Regions from separate parts of the Mus musculus genome. Here region 2 is linked to region 1. A link is a contact called in public promoter capture Hi-C data. All regions are on one chromosome and are shown on one strand. The core of a region is the stretch at or near the end of the contact, and the rest is flanking DNA. Distances in the headings are between cores, read along the strand shown.

Region 1 (4,944 bases), core at 1,689-4,188:
GCTCCCTCCTGCTTTCTAAAATAAAACCTTAGAAACATGGCTCTTTCCCCAGAATTAAATGCTAGGGGAAATAGCTAAAAGTACTTGTGAAACCAAGATGGCAGTGGCATTCAAAAGCTTCACAAATCAATGGATTCCGGTTCGTGAGAAGTGTCAAAGTCTGGCATCAGTGCTGAGCACTTGTGTTCACCCCTTCTAGGCTTCACTCCTAATTCTCAAGATTTGACTGTTACGGGCTGGAGAGATGGCTCAGCGGTTAAGAGAACTGACTGCTCTTCCGAAGGTCCTGAGTTCAAATCCCAGCAACCACATGGTGGCTCACAACCATCCATAATGAGATCTGACGCCCTCTTCTGGTGTGTCTGAGGACAGCTACAGTGAACTTACATATAGCAATAAATAAATCTTAAAAAAAAAAAAAAAAAAGATTTGACTGTTACAGTGCTTGCTCAGGCTCAGAAGTAGTCAGCACTCAGAGTAATGGCTGGACTTGTCACCATCCAGTCTTATTTTACAGATGAAACTGACTAAAGAAGATATGCATGGCTATAATCACAGTACTTGGGGAAACCGAGGCAGGAGAACCACTAAGAGTTTCAGGCTAGCATAGAGCTACAGAGTTCAGGCAGTCTTGGACTAACCTGAAAAGATAAACTTTAAAACAAAACAAGACAAAACACCCAGAGACAGGAGCCAGAGAAATGACTTAGCCGACAAAACCACTGGCAGCTCTCTGCCAGAGGACCCAAGTTCAGTTTCCAGCATCCACATGGCCTCTCCCAACTGTCTATAACTCCAGCTCCAGCAGACCCACTGTCCTCTTCTGCCTCCATGGACACCAGGCACAGAGACATACATATATATGTAGGTAAAAACCCATCCTTATTAATTAATTAATTAATTAATTTAAAAATGTGATACAGGCCAAGCATATGCCTACGATCACTACTTGATAACACTGGGATTTGAACCCAGTTTGACCCCAGTCATATGCTAAAACTGCTCACTATCACCTTGGCTTATATTTAGGTCTTGCTTGATCAATTTAATACTTTAAAATCCTTGTTCTTGTTAATTTTCTTGCACTATAAATTAGAAGATCATGCTTATTTTATTAATCTGTCCTTACAAGACATGTAGCATGGCCTTCACTCCAACAGATTACTAAAGGTTAAGAGTATGTCTCTCTCAGTTATATAAAAGAGATACCTGCTAGTATTGGTTTTGAGAATTATGATGTCAAATATTTCTATAGGACATTTACATGTGTTTGTGACTGAGTGTGTGTGCACGAACGAAATTAAAGACAATATTCAGGAGTAGGCTCTTTCTTTCCACCAGGTGGGTTCCAAGAATGTAACTCAGATTGTCAGGTTTGTTGGCAAACACCTTTACCAACTGAGCTGCCTCACTGCTCCCCCTCATTTAACTTTTAATCTATGTGAAACAGGTTTCCTTATAGCATCAGATAAGGGTCCTTCCTTCAGCAAGACATTGTTCCAATATGCCAAATGATGTCCCAGTGACACACAAGTTTAACCTTGTCTCAATAGCCTTTACGTTCTAAAAGAAGCAGGCAGAGGATAACATAAGCTCGCTAACACAGTCAATCCATAAAACTCATCTCCTACAGCTGCATTTTGAACGGACCCTGCATCGTTTATGCTGAGTGCATCAATCACCCTTCCAACCTGTGACGATAAAAGAAAGCTTTCCATCTCAAACATCCAAAAACTAAGAAGAACCACTTTAAACCTTACTTCTGAGTTCCTCCAACTAGATAATGTTGACTCTGCCTAATTAAAGGCCAACAAATATTTATAACCTAAAAATAGACTACTTTTTTTAACATTATTAATGCTCTTAGGCCAAGCCATCAAAAAAGAAAATCAAAACAAAATCAACTCATCTAGTCAAGGGTCCTTTACAAAGCTGACAAAATGAAAGGCACACATTTTCATCTCTTACCCCTTGGCTCATCTTTTAAAAAGAGGGTTGGGGGCAGTTTTTCCAACCAGAATCAGGAAAGCAACTAAAATATCTAGATCCACCCAATAATGCTTGGTAGCTTCTCTCCCACTGCTGTGAGTCAAATAGAGAGTGTCCATAAAGAATTCTTATTTATTTATTTAATCTGTACGGATGCTTTGCCTGTGTCAGGTCTTAGGCAGTACACATATCCAGCCTTAGTCCAATTCCAGCTCCTACAGGAGGATTTCCGGTGGTTAGATAAAAGTCAGCATTCCTCAGGAACTTGTAAAACAGGCTCCAAATCAGCCAAAGGAGTCATTTCCCTTGCTTTTGGCAAATGGGACAAGAGGCTCCATTGACTTATGCCTGCAGTTATCAGCATATCCAAGTCCACACTAGCCTCCAGGCTCCTCACTCAGACCTCTTTCACACATTTCAAAGCCCCTCACCACCCTTCTCACCACCACCCCAAACCCTCAGCCCTCCTGCAGCTACTCATCCTCCTTATAACACAATATTTTCTGCTACCACCCTCTTAGCCCTACTTCCCTAGCCCTTCATGTCTAGTCTGCTTCTTTTTCTCTCTAGTTTGGACTCTTCCACAAGGCTGTGGTTATTTTCTCTTTTATTCACAATAAAAACCTCCCTCTAATCATGGATGGCGCGTTTGATGCTTTCTTCATTGCCCCTCTTCCCATACGGCTGGACGCATGTCTGGGCATCATAAGTGTGTTTGGTACCTGGGGAAGTCAGAAGAGGGCATCAGATCCCCTGAACTAGCACCACCATGTGGGTTCTAGGAATGGAAGAATAGCCAATGCTCTTCACCACTGAGCTATCTCTCCAGCCCCATCTATAAAGAACTTTATCAAGCCCAAATTCTGTGGATGCCCTGATGAGAGGTGGCTGAGGAGCACAGCTCAGGCACACACTTCAGAGGTGGCTAAGATACACAGGAACCGCTAAGTAGACCTCTTCACTCGTCATTCTGCACAACAGGGCCAAAAAGGGAGGGGTAAGAGGGCAAAATGAAAAAAGAGGCCATTTAACTTCTAGGCTCATAAAACAGTCTCATGCTGTTTCCTCTCAGCACAGGCTGGCAGCTGAAGCAATTTATAAACCTATGATCAAATCTGCAAGCATCGCCAGCGGCACCTGTGTGACTTTTTTTTGCGAAGATGCAAAACGTGGCAGACACTGAAGCCAAACAATCAGTTCTCTGCTCACCTCTGCCATGATGAAAGGGAGCATGGTAAGACAGCCACTGTCTAAGGTATTCCTCATGAATCCTCCAGATCCCAAAACTCTCCTGAACTCTTCCTTCAAAGGGCCACAGTGCCCTTTGCCAACCTCAGATGCCAAGCCAAATCAGTTCTCCCTCAGTACCTCTGTGAGTTCATCACTGAGGCACTTCAGCACATAGGATCCTACTGGAAAGCTACTGAGAGTGTCCCCAGAGAAGACAGGGACAGCCCCTTGCTGGTATTCTGTCTAAACTCCACCCCCACAGTTCCTGGCAGCAGCCAGGTATGCTCTGCCCCACAGTTACCTGGCAACAGCCAGGTAGGCTTGGCCCAGTATAAAAGGGGCCACTTGGCCTCTCCTCTCACTCTTACACTCTTGCCTCTCTTGCCTCTTGCCCCCTCGTCCCCCTTCTCATTCCCTGCCTCCCTCTCTCCATAGCCGACTTTCACTTATCTACTCTCTCCTTCTCTCTGCCTTTCTCTGCCTCTACTACTCTCTTAACTCCCCTCTCCATGCCCTAAATAAACTCTATTCTATACTTTACTGGGGTGTGTCTGGTCCCTCAGGGGGAAGGGATGCCTCAGCATGGGCATCCCCTCCCCCACACCCCACCAGAACATATTCTTATAGTTCTTTCTCTTTTTATGATCACAACATCCTTCCCTCACTCTAATGCTCTCAAGCTTACTTTCTGACATGGCTGCATCTTCAGACAATGAAACCCCAAAGAGAAGCCAAAACAAAAGATGCCTCACCAGACCAGCTCAGGCTCTCATTTGCTCAAGGCCACTGAGATCATGTGTTGGTGTTAAAAAGAACAAAGGGCTTTTTTACAGACTTCTGATGGCCAAAGATACGGCTGCAGCTGATGAATTCTAATTTGAGGGTCTAAGAAATGAACACTCTTCTACAGAAAGTGTCTTTCTACTCCAGGCTTACCACCTCAGTATCCTGCTGCTACCTGGCACAGAACCACAGTAAGGTCCTCCATCCTGCTGTCACACTCCCCTCCAACAGCGGAGTTTAAAGACCCCTTATAGTCCAAAGATGTCAACTAAAATGCTAAATTACCTGAGGGATAAAATGTGAGCTCATGCTTCCTTTACTGCTCGTTTTATGTACTATGGACATGTGTTCTTTTGAGAATAACAGAAAAGTGTGTTTCAAGGATACCATTACTCTTACCTCATCTTGTGTAATGTTTTACTTTTTAAAATACTGACCCGCAGCTCTTTACCCCCACAGAGGTTGTCTGCTATAAATCAGGGTAGAAAATATTCAGCTAAGGAACTGCCCGCAAAACTGTGTGGCCTGGGTGAATGGGACTCTAAGGCCATAGACAGCTGCTTTGGGAGGGCATGTCAGTGCCCTGCCTCCCACTGTCTACTTCTCCCCAAGCAGACCACAGCGGGAGGCCAGAAACTCAAGTGCAAAGGCTGTTCCAACGATGGAGAAAGCCACATAGCAGAGCGTCCACACACCAGAACACACAGAACACTGGGGTCTCTTACACAAACAATTCCTCCAACATTAAGAACACTGCTGGTTTCCGAGCAACTTCTTTATATACCCACGTGCCTAAAGTGCATGGAGAATGAAGATGAAGAGTCCTAAGGGGGACAGAATTTGTCCCAGGAATACAAGTATATATTAGCCATAGATGGCAATAAAACTGAGAAACATGTTTGAAAAAATAATGTGTATGGGGGAAAAAAAGCAATAATAAAA
Region 2 (4,944 bases), core at 989-3,488, 160 kb after region 1:
GAGCCAAGTTAAAACCATAGGGAATTTTTCTTCTGTGCTTTTCATCTTAGGATGCACACACACTCCCTCTGCTAGGGATTGAGTTCTGCGTCATGAGTGCTAAGCATGTGCTCTTGTTGATTTTTAAAAGTCTCACCCTTCAGCTGTGGAGTAACTTTGTCTACCTATGTAAAAACTGACCTTTTTGCATGTCTTCTTCATTTAGGAGAAAAGCCATATGTCTGTACAGTTCCTGGGTGTGACAAACGGTTTACAGAATATTCCAGTTTGTATAAACACCATGTCGTTCACACTCACTCTAAACCATACAACTGTAACCACTGTGGGAAGACGTACAAACAGATTTCCACACTGGCCATGCACAAACGGACAGCCCACAACGACACAGAGCCCATTGAGGAGGAGCAGGAAGCCTTCTTCGAGCCTCCCCCAGGTGAGTGCTTTAACAATCATATCTGTTGTGAGTTTATAACCCATGCTGTCTTCTCTAGTCCTTCAGTTTCATTTGTATAGTCATGACAAGTGCTGCAGAAAGACACCAGTGCTCGGCATTGTGGAAGAAGGAGAACTTGTATCCTCTGGGAAAGCAGAGAGGGCTTCCCGGAGAAATGTTGTGTTCTTGGAAAGATTATAAAGGTGGATGGGATGATGGAGGCAAAGAAGCAATGCCTGGGAGAAGGGAAGGGAAGAAGGGGACTTGAAGATAAAAGGAAGGTTTGGCACATGGGAAAGCCCCCAGTGCTTGACGAGAGGAAAGCAAGTTGGAGACTCTCTGGAAAAAGCCTGGCCAGTGTGGCAGTTCCTCCCAGGAAAGCAAAGACTTTTCTCATTTTCAGCACCTGAATGAAATGTTCAGAAATATTTAAGTTTATAATTAAACTTGGGAAATAGCACGTGCTCAAATGTATTCAGTGCAAGACTGCTCTCCAGCCACAAGCCTCTAAGCAGTCACACCGGAGGCATATAGAACTCATCCCTTTCTTCCACCACCCTCCAGCAGAGGCTTACTCCGTAGCCCAGGCTAGCCTTGAATTTGGAGTAGTCTTCCTGCTACAGCCTCTCAAATGCTGGGCTTACAGGCCTGATCCACTGCACCTATGTAGAGAGTATAAGCTTTCATTCACAACAAGAAAGAAACAACTGCTAAATCCTTTTAATTAGAAAAAAAGGCTTTGGGGGTTGGGAGAAGACACCACTGTTAGAGTGCCGTGCAAGCGAGTGTGAAGATCAGAGTTAGGATCCCACACAAATGCCTGTTGAATTTCACCAGTAATTCCAGTCTTGGAATTCAGACATAGTCTCCCTGAGCGTGCTGGCTTGCTAGGCTAGCCATATCCATGAGCTCTGGGGTTCAGCTGAGAGATCCTGCCTTGATGAATGATGTGGAAAGCTATCAAGGAAGACTCCTCATGGAGTCCCAGCCTCTGCATGGACATGAATGCACATCTCAACTACACATGGGGGAAAAAAAGCAGACTTTAATAATGTCAAATGTAATTTATAAGACCTGCACAGCATGTCTTTACTCTCCTCCTTATATGTTGATATCTCAGACTGTAAGAGATTTTCTCAGTCTGTAAAATGGCCTATAATACAGTATATTTTAAAAGCAATGATTGGCCAGGCTGTGGTTGTGTTGCCTTTATCCTAGCATGCAGGATGCGGAAGCAGGCCAGCCTGGACTACAGAGTGAGTTCCAGGACAGCCAGGGCCACATGAGAAACCCCGGAAAAAAACAAACAAGCAAACAAACCAAACAAAAAACCCAACTATGATTACTTTTCAAAAAATACAGATCTGTGCTTTCTCTGACATAATCTCTGGTTTTGACATAATCTTTGGGAATAATGGTGTATAAATAACTGTGGGGGAAAAAAGGGAAGAACATTACACCTCAGTGACTGCTGCCATCTGAACACATGATAGTTAGACCTGACACTGAAATCCTTCATATCCTAATTCTCAGATTAGTAGTACAGTCTTAAGTTCTTCTTTGAACAGGTAAAGTTTCCCTTTCTTCCTTGCTCCGTGGGAGTTAGCCAGTATTGAGAGAGAGAGGCCAGTCACCCACTCGAGTAGTTCTGCTGCTGAAATTGTCATTCATGTGCTGGTTTTTGTGGAAGAAAAATGTACCTGAACTGGATGGAGTTCTTGTTTAGTCACTTAGGAAATGATTAACCTCAGCCCAGATAGTCACTACATTTATAGCCATGCGTAGTCTTTACACAATGATGTCATTGTGTACTAATAGATTGCTGTCAGTCACGTGTGTAAAAGACTGAGTAGGTTGGTAGACTGTGTACAAGCCATTCTGGTTTTGTGGTTAATGCTTATAGACTCTTTTATTACCTTCCTGAGACTTAAGTGACTTCAGGAGCCAAGAGGGCAAATGTCTGTGTATATGGCTCTTCCCTTCTGTGTCCCCTGTGCGTATGTGCACAGCATCCCATAATCATCACAGCTAAGTGTAAAGGAGAGGCCTTCCAAAACCAGAACACTTGACATTGATGGGCAGGGTTGGGCTGGGTTGGGTTTGGTGTGATTTGGTTTGGCCTGGCCTGGCAGATGTGAAGATGGACTTGTTAAGAAGTTCTGAAACTTTTCTCAGGGTTTAGAATATAAAACTATTTGCTTTCTTTTGTTTGTTTGTTTGTTTTTTTTTTTGAGACAAGGTTTTGTACAACCTAGATCGGCCTTGAACTCCCTGTGTAACCTAGGCAGCCCTTGAACTGCTTCCTCTTCCCAAGTGCTAGAAGGACAGGCCTAGTGTTGTCTAAATAGATTGGTTGTTCAAGTAAATTATTCATTTATTTTAAACAGGTCAAGGTGATGATGTTCTTAAAGGGTCCCAGATCACATATGTTACAGGTGTAGATGGAGAGGACATTGTATCTACACAAGTAGCCACAGTAACCCAGTCTGGGCTGAGTCAACAAGTCACACTCATATCACAGGATGGGACTCAACATGTAAGTATCTACTAACAGCCAAGGAAGTGAAATCTTTTCTTCACCAGGAATTGAAAGACAGGCTGGGTGCCTGTGGAGGAGACCCTTGAGTGGGAAGCATGATGTTTGTACTTAGGCCTCGAGAGCTGCAGTCCTCAGCCTTCCTAAGGCTGCCACCCTTTAACACAGCTCCTCATGTTCTGGTGGCCCCAACCATAATGCTATTTTTGTTGCTACTTCATAACCATAATTTTGCTACTGTTTTGAATTGTAATGTAAATATATGTGCTTTCTAATAGTCTTAGGCGACCCCTATGAAAGTGTCATTTGACCCTGAAGGGGTCAAAACCTACAGGTTGAGAACTACTGCTCTCAGCAGTGGCAGATCTCCCACAGATCTTCCGTGGTCTGCTGAGAAGAACTATTTGAAGTAATAACAGTAGAAGATATTTGCATCCACGTGGGGCTATTAGGCTCTGCCAAAGGGCATGGCCACTTCGCTTATCCCATGATGGGAGAGTTTGTAGGGAAGGTAGAGACACCTCTCCAGGGGTGGGAAAATGCACTGTGTCTGAGATGTGGGAATGCCTGAGCTGGTTGGGGGTGGGGGACCTCTGGGGAGGAATGGGGTTGGTGAGTGGGGATAGTCCTTGGCTTGGCAGTGGCTGGCGTGGTGGTAGTTGTGGCTGGGAGCGCAGAGAGGTCTACAGGAGACTAGGCTGTGGCTCTGTAGACGAAGGCCTTCTTCACAGCTTCCTTCCCGCATCAGATCTTGATGAGAAGAGACCATGGTTCTGAACAGTTTGTTGTCATGGTGGAAATGGATGCGTAAAACCATAGCCTCAGGCTAGAGGATGGCTCAGCGGTTAAGAGCACTGACTGCTCTTCCAGAGGTCCTGACAGCTGCCGTATACTAATAAATAAAATAAACAAATCTAAAAGAAAAAAAAAACATACCCTCCTTTTCAGGGTGGGCCTGAGATTAAATACCTTTTGCAGGGAGAAGTGTCTAGAAAGAGAAGCTTATTGGCTAAGCCCTCCAGGCCTCTAGGTACCTCGTTAGCATGGAGAACTCTGTTTTGGGCCTATGTGACCACAGGTCACATCTCTTTTATGTGAGAAGCATGGCACATGTTCCAAGTCAGGAGTCTGGCAAGGAGCTGGGAGTCGCCTAAGCCTCGGGGTGTGTGCCCACCAAGTCTCCAGGTCTCAACCTCCTCTAACTTACCAAACTTTCTGGCCTGGATTTACGTCCCACACATCCATAGAATCCAAATGGCATTAGCTGGTGTGGGTCAAAGATGAAGCGACAAAGATCAGAATCCCAAGGTGATTGTGAGGTTCAAAAGTACTGCATCTGGGCTGGAGAGATAGTAGTACAGTAGTTAAGAGTACTGGCTGCTCTTCCAGGGTCTTAAGTTCAATTTCCAGAACTCATATGGTGGCTTATAACTGCCTATAATGTGCCATCTTCTGGTGTGCAGACATGTATATGTAGACAAAATGCTTAAATACATAAATAAATTTTTTTTAAAGTAGTGGGTCTGGCTAGGTGTGGTGGTGAGTGACTTTAATCCCAGCACTCCTGAGGCAGGCAATTCAGTGAGTTCCAGCCCAGCCTGTTGTACATGATGAGACCCTGTCTCAAACAAGCAGAGTTAATGAATGGGTCTGGGTGAAGCACAGCACCGGGAAGGAAGGGCTGGTACTTAGCAGTAGATTCAGTCCAGGAATGAGTCTTGACTAAGGTAAGGAGGACGTGATGACGTCATCCTGGGACATAAGTTAAGAAACAAACGCCTATAGAATTTCCATTCTGGAGCAGTTTTCCTTACCAGAAACCATAGGTGTTCAGCTGGCTTCATCGAGTCCAGTTGATTCAGTAAGAATCTTGATTTTCTCTGAGGAAGAGTAGTGGAATGTATGTTCTCTAAGAGGTAAACGTGGCATTGTTTTGTAGGTGCCAATAACCTAAAAGAACTCAGCTTCAGTGTGA

Evidence for each region. Capture Hi-C pulls out chosen DNA fragments and counts their contacts.
Region 2: a contact with region 1 is called in a promoter capture Hi-C map of pancreatic islet. The contact joins two enhancer-like sites. A contact is called at or near these places in 4 of 484 Hi-C or Micro-C datasets (the C10 cell line, bone marrow-derived macrophages, granulocytes and 1 more), 1 of 115 datasets of contacts at active chromatin or transcription factors (extraembryonic endoderm stem cells) and 3 of 9 other capture datasets (adipose tissue, liver and pancreatic islet).

Annotation. Positions count from the first base shown.
Region 1 is chr7:109,921,648-109,926,591 of GRCm38.p6, forward strand. All of the region lies in intron 5 of Dennd5a (DENN/MADD domain containing 5A), which reads right to left. Among named protein-coding and RNA genes, the nearest start is that of Dennd5a, 36 kb to the right of the region's middle. Within about 2 kb of position 2,939, at least 27 of the 459 cell types and tissues checked have an H3K27ac peak or open chromatin away from gene starts, as enhancers often do. A contact at or near this core is called in pancreatic islet, where this site is marked.
Region 2 is chr7:110,085,908-110,090,851 of GRCm38.p6, forward strand. It overlaps Zfp143 (zinc finger protein 143), which reads left to right. Exons shown (of 16, transcript NM_001374618.1): 12 at 206-433; 13 at 2,821-2,969. Among named protein-coding and RNA genes, the nearest start is that of Zfp143, 27 kb to the left of the region's middle. Within about 2 kb of position 2,239, at least 49 of the 459 cell types and tissues checked have an H3K27ac peak or open chromatin away from gene starts, as enhancers often do. A contact at or near this core is called in pancreatic islet, where this site is marked.